Linked DNA regions of Pan troglodytes: region 1 is linked to region 2. Evidence: chromatin contacts called from public Hi-C data. All regions are on one chromosome and are shown on one strand. The core of a region is the stretch at or near the end of the contact, and the rest is flanking DNA. Distances in the headings are between cores, read along the strand shown. Region 1 holds the start of DSCAML1 (DS cell adhesion molecule like 1). Region 2 overlaps CEP164 (centrosomal protein 164).

Region 1 (2,826 bases), core at 162-2,661, 350 kb before region 2:
GAAAGTAGAATAGTGGTTGCCAGGAGCTGGGGGAGGGGAGGGGAAGGGGGAGTTATTATTTAATGGGTGCAGGACTCTGGGATGATGAAAAAGTTTTGGAAATGGTAAGTGATGATGGTTGCACATCGTGAATGTATTTAATGCCACAGAATAGTACACTTCAAATGGTTAAAATGGTAAATTTTATGTTATGTACATTTTAACATATAAAAAACACACTTTTCAAAATTTAGTTAAAATTTCTAGGGATATTTTGGCAAAACCTGGGAGTGAGGAGTCCCAATTCTCCCATGTGAACTTAGGCCGCACATTTCGAGGAAGTAAATTTTCTTCCTCTGGCAAATGCAGCTAGCCAGTGGACCCCTTCTCTCCCTCCAAACTTCGCACTCCACACCTTAGAGTCTGCCCAGGTACAGCCCAATTGTCAGGGCATACTCAAAGCAGCTTCCATGACCCTGCAAAGGGAGCTACAGTCCTGGCTCATAGGCCATTCTCAGGGATCCCTTCTCTGGGTTCTATGTATCCTCTTATTTTGGAATTAAGACGAAAGGAGGGCTTTCCAACCATATTGACCTTTTACAGCAGACCTGGCCCAGCCATGCCTGAGTCGCCAGTGCCCGAGCCAGTGCCTGACACAGCAGGTGCTCAACATTCATTTGGTCACTAAGAAGACGCCCTCACTCCAGTCCTATTCTATGCCACCTTCATAAAGATGAGTGTAAGGAATAAGCCAATTTCTGCCAGGCAGGAAAGCTATAGGGGTGGGTAGGTGAAGACAAAGGAGGAAGATACACAGTAGAGTAGACATTAAACTGCTCATTGTGAATAACCGTTTAAATAGTCACAATGTGCCAAGTGCTGAGGAAAATTCGAACAGAGTGCCAGGGGGTGGCTGGACTCATCTGGGGTTCTCCGGAGGGCAGGCTTGCGGAAGTCACGAGGGGTTGGAAGGGCAGCTATGAACTTTGGGGTGGGGAGTAGCACCAGACAGCACTGAAAAGCCTGGGATTCTACCCAGAGCGTCCATGCTCCTCCCGGGGAGGGAGTGGGGGCCGGGTAAGCTGAGTCCGAAAGAGGCAGGAAGCTCGTGTCCCAGGTGACTTAGGCCAGTAGAAACCGGGCATCCTTGGCTGAAGCATGGCAGGCTCTTGGCACATGGATGACACATGCCTGTCTGCGACCACAGGCTCCAAGCCGGTGGGTGACAGGGACCCCTCGCCTCTCAGACAGCGGAGCCGGGTCGGGGCGGTCTGGCCCGGGCCGCCGCTCCTGTTCCTGGGCTTGTGGGGCTGGGGTCCGTCTGGGCTCCGGGCTCGCGCGGCGCTCACCACCCGGGGTGCCGCGGGGGGGCGGGGAGAGCGGCCGCCTAGCCCAGCCCCGCGGATGACAGGAGCCGGGGAGCCGAGGAGGGAGGAGCCGCCGCCGCAGCCGAGCGCTGGGCTGAGGAGCAGAGAGAGCGGGGCGCGGAGTGCGGGCGGCTGGGAGCGCGCTGAGCGGGGGAGAGGCGCTGCCGCACGGCCGGCCACAGGACCACCTCCCCGGAGAATAGGGCCTCTTTATGGCATGTGGCTGGTAACTTTCCTCCTGCTCCTGGACTCTTTACACAAAGGTGAGACCTGCGCGGGCGGCTGGGCGGCGGAGGCGGCGGGGCCAGGGTGGCGCGGCTGGCGGCGAGGCGGGGTGCTCGGCGGGCTCCAGGTGCGTGGGGGGGGACCGACCGGGGTGCAAGACCCCGGGTGGGGCGCAGCGGGGCGGGGAAGGCACCCTGACAGGGGCTGAGTGAGAGTCAGCCCCCGACCGCTCCGCCAGCCACCCGCGTCTGCCGTTTTGGGGCGCGCCCGTAGGGGTGGTGGCGAAGGAGCCCCTCATCTCCCTGCTCCCTGCACGGCGGCAGTTCTGCCCTGGACCCCTCCCCCAGCCCCTTGCCCTCTTCCTGCGGCTTGGTGGCACTGGGACCCCGGAGTGCCCTCCGAGTCGAGGGGTCCTCTGGCCGTGACTCTTGACCTAGGAGTCCTCGCTTATTCAGGCCTCGGACTCGGCGGCTGATTCCTCCGCTATGTCCGTGCGCCCCTCTCCCGCCGCGGACCCCAGCCCTGGCGCGAATGTTGGCGCACCGCATGGCGCTTATCCGCGCATTGGCTGGAGGCAGGGTGGGGATAGTGAGAGTCCCGAGAGCTGGAGGTCCCTCGGATAGCAAGTTTGTTCTCCAAACCCAGAGGTCACCCTCCCCCGGCCCTACCCCACCCCTCTGCCCCGGCTCTAGCCCCGGCTTGGTGCGCCACCGTGGCCACCTCTGGCAGCGCGCCCCAAGGTGCGAGATTCTCCGCTTCCGCGCCTGGCCAGTTGGACCTGGGGACAAGTCTTCAGGCTGGGGGGCGTGTCCCTCTTCCCGGAGAGAGGGGGTTGCTAGGGGTGGGTCCAGGTGTCCGGCATGTCCAGACCTGCGGCTGGGGCGCTGCGTACCTGATCCGCAAGGCAGCCGGGATCGGGAGGTTGGAAGAGGGCAGACATTTCCGACTGAAGCCACCTGGGCACTGAGTCGGGACCAGGCAGGCGCGGGTAGTCTGGGTTCCAGGCTATCGCAGAGGACGTGCCCCCGGGCGCGCAGATGGCGGGAGATGAGGCGGCCGAACTCCGCGCCCTTGCGCGGTGGAGCACACACGCTCCAACAAGCTCAGCGTCACCTGTTCAGCCCTCTAACTTTTCTCCTTCTCGCCCCGGGGCGGCTTCTCTCTCCCTTTGCCCTGGCTGTTGCCCTGGCCGGGCGGCAACTCTTAACCCCAAGGCGATGAGGAAGGGCACTCCAGTGGAGGGTTGCCACCCGGG
Region 2 (3,040 bases), core at 527-3,026:
AAGGGCAGGAGGGTGTTGAAGCCACTACACTACCCCACACTTCAAGCACATATCAACGACAGATACGCACACCAGTCCCAGGGTGCTGTGGCCTGAAAGGGCTTCCCAACCACCAGGGCTCAAGGGTGGCTCTGCACCTGCCCCCCCGGACCTCCTGGATTCAAGGCCAGACCCCCACGAGGGAGGCAGGAGGAATATGCCAGGGAGCTCTGTGTGTGTGTTGCAGAGATGCCTGTGCCTTTTCCCCTAACATTTCCCTGCAGATGGCCTGGGGCCAAAAAGGATGTCTCCTCCTGTTATAAGTTATTGGGCCTCTCAGCCCCACTATGGGGCATGAAGAATGTCCCTCTGTGCCCATACATGCCTGGAGGTCTGTTCCTCAGCATGTGTGCATGCATCTACATGTGTGTGTGCTTGTGAGCGTGTGTGTGCAAGATCCTGTGACTGCAGAGATAACTAATTATTAGCTCCCTCTGGCCTCGGGCCCCCATCTGTTCTGGGGCTGCTCTCCCTCCCTGGACTTCCGCTCTGTTTTCAAAGGGGCCCTGGTGCTGTCCTCCTCTCCCTTCCCTGCGGCTGACCAAAAAATAAAATAAAATGAAAGTCAGCCCCATCCCGCCCGTGCCAGGGAAGAGGCTGACAGGAGGTCTGCAAACTAGCGCTTATCAAAAGCTCCTTCTCAAATTCATTTCAATATCTGAGCCTCTGGTTTCCAAGGCAACATAATCTTTTCATCAAAGCAACTGGTAAAACCACTGGGATCCGATATTGTTTTGTTGGCAACTTGTCAAAACTGTCATTTTGTTAAAAAAAAATTTTATAGATTTGTATAACCTACAAATATATATGGTGATCTATACCACTAATAATCATTAATAAAGTGCTACCCAGTAAAGCTTTCATAGTTCCTTCTCCCGCCCCCTCCTCCCTGGACGGGCGGGCATGCTGCCTGCAAAATGCAGGAGTGGTAATTAGACGGCAGGGCTAGGAGGTGACGGGAGCCAGGGCAGGCTGCAGCAGCCTGTCTCCAACCCTCATCAGGCAGAGGCAGTCATTTGCCTTCTTCCTGAAGACTCTTTCCTCAGGGCTTTCCTGGGACCCCCTGTCCCCCATTCTCCCTTCTCCTGGCTACCCCGTCCCTCACCTAAAGTACTCACATCCTCTGGCCTGAGCCACAGCTGCCAGAGCGTGGATCAGTTAAAGAGGTAAACTGAGGCTGACCCAGCAACACCACGAGGCAGGCCCATCAGCTCCCAGGGACCAAACCCAGGGCACACTCTGTCCGCTGCATCTCTAAAACTTGGAAAGGGCAAATAGGACAGAATCCTGCCTCGCATCTGACCCCGCCATCCTCTCCTCTGAGCCCCGGGCACTGAGGAAGATTTGGATGCTGGAGGGCCCCAGTTCTGCTTCTTAGAGCCTCTTTGCCTCTGCCCCGCAGGCTCCCAGCGAGTACGAGACGAGTCCAGAGCAGCTCTTCTACCGGATCGCCCACCTAAACCGCGGTCAGCAGTATCTGCTGTGGGTGGCCGCCGTCACCTCTGCCGGCCGGGGCAACAGCAGCGAGAAGGTGACCATCGAGCCTGCTGGCAAGGGTGAGAAGCCTGAGGCTGTGGCAGAGGGGCAAACACTTCCAAAAGCTCCCTTACAGAATCCTGGTTCTCCCCAGACAGGGTCTCTGCCTGCTTCGCTTTATCTGCCACCCAGCTGTGAGGAACTGGCCACCCGCCTGCCTCCCGCACACACCAAGACTGGGCCTCTGCTGCCCCCTGACTCCAGCAAAGCCTCACAACAGGCTGCCTCCAGCTCTTGCCTGGGGCGGGTGGACAGGGTGCACTCAGTTCCCGAGGTCCAAACCCTACTCCCAGCTTGAAAAAAGGGGAGTCGCCTCTACCCCCAATTCAAAGCCGGGCCTTTGTCCCAATGCTCAGCTCCTCCAGAGGTGCCTACAGCCGGGTGTGCTGCTTCCACAGAGCAGCTGAGGCTCAAAGGAGAGCCCCCGTGCTGAACTGGACACCGGGCAGGGGTGATTCCGGCGATGGCGGATTCCTGCGATCCGCAGACCTTTACGCAGCGCGTGCTGTGAAGGAAGGCTCTGGGCTAGAATCAGACCCTCTTAGGGAGTGCCCCACTGAATCTCTGACCGGCACATGAGTGTGCCATGGGGGCTGCACCCCCACTTTTCAGAGGAATGACACTTCCAAGGCCTCATCCCCAGGGCAAGCTGCAGCAGCCGCGCAGATAGAGCTGCAAGGCTGAGCGTCTGCCTCTCCCTGGGGCGTAGGAACTGGCCACAACTAGCCCAGGACCGCAGGTCCTCTACTTGCCGCTGGGCCTCCCTGGGCCCCTCCTCACTCCCCCACTCTCTTATCCACCGCAGCCCAGACGAGAGGAGGTGGTGCCTGCGCAGCCTGGCCACCCTACCGGGGCTACTCAAGCTTCTCTTGGCCCAAACATAAGAGCCCCAAGCCCTACCCTGCCGCGGGCTCAGAGCCAGCCAGCATCTGATCGAGGGCCTACGGTGGGCCAGGGGCTTCCACCTGCCCTGCCAGCAGGGCTTGTTGACCCATTCCACAGCTGAGCAACCTGAGGCAGGAGTGGCATGGGCTGCAAAGACAACCGGGAAGGAGTGAGCTAGCTCTCCCAGCGCCAAGTCAGGGCTCTTTCCACACAGCCTCAGCACCTCCTACCACCCCCTAACCCCTACCACCAACCTCTTCTTCAGGAAGGGAAGGGGCCTAAAGCCTATCACCCTTCCAGAACAGCTAGCACTGGCCCAGAGGCAGGAGTGTGAGGGCTGGGCATCTTTGCAGAAGGCTGGCCTCTTCTCCTGGGGGCATTAAATAAACACGGTCCTAGAGAGCTGTGGACTTCCTAGAACACATTCACACAGCATCACCTCACAGCTGCCCTGTGACGTGGGAAAGACAACCACTCCTGCCCCCTTCCCCCATACACACACACGCACACACACACTGCACACTCACATACATGTGCACACGCACAAACACATGCATATGCACGCGCACACACTTATACA

Evidence for each region. Hi-C and Micro-C count contacts between places; a contact is called where the count stands out from the background.
Region 1: a Hi-C map of induced pluripotent stem cells shows a contact between it and region 2, with 3 times the contacts expected there. The contact joins the promoter of DSCAML1 here to the enhancer-like site in region 2. A contact is called at or near these places in 3 of 7 Hi-C or Micro-C datasets (induced pluripotent stem cells and stem cell-derived neural progenitor cells) and 1 of 1 other capture datasets (stem cell-derived neural stem cells).

The regions. Positions count from the first base shown.
Region 1 is chr9:119,738,140-119,740,965 of NHGRI_mPanTro3-v2.0_pri, reverse strand. DSCAML1 (DS cell adhesion molecule like 1) reads left to right here and starts at 1,411. Exons shown (of 33, transcript XM_001158737.6): 1 at 1,411-1,609. The coding sequence starts at 1,564. The region is part of intron 1 of CD3E (CD3 epsilon subunit of T-cell receptor complex); the gene reads right to left.
Region 2 is chr9:119,386,082-119,389,121 of NHGRI_mPanTro3-v2.0_pri, reverse strand. All of the region lies in intron 34 of CEP164 (centrosomal protein 164), which reads right to left. It overlaps DSCAML1 (DS cell adhesion molecule like 1), which reads left to right. Exons shown (of 33, transcript XM_001158737.6): 21 at 1,442-1,595. Among named protein-coding and RNA genes, the nearest start is that of CEP164, 120 kb to the right of the region's middle. Within about 2 kb of position 1,776, at least 8 of the 24 cell types and tissues checked have an H3K27ac peak or open chromatin away from gene starts, as enhancers often do. A contact at or near this core is called in induced pluripotent stem cells, where this site is marked.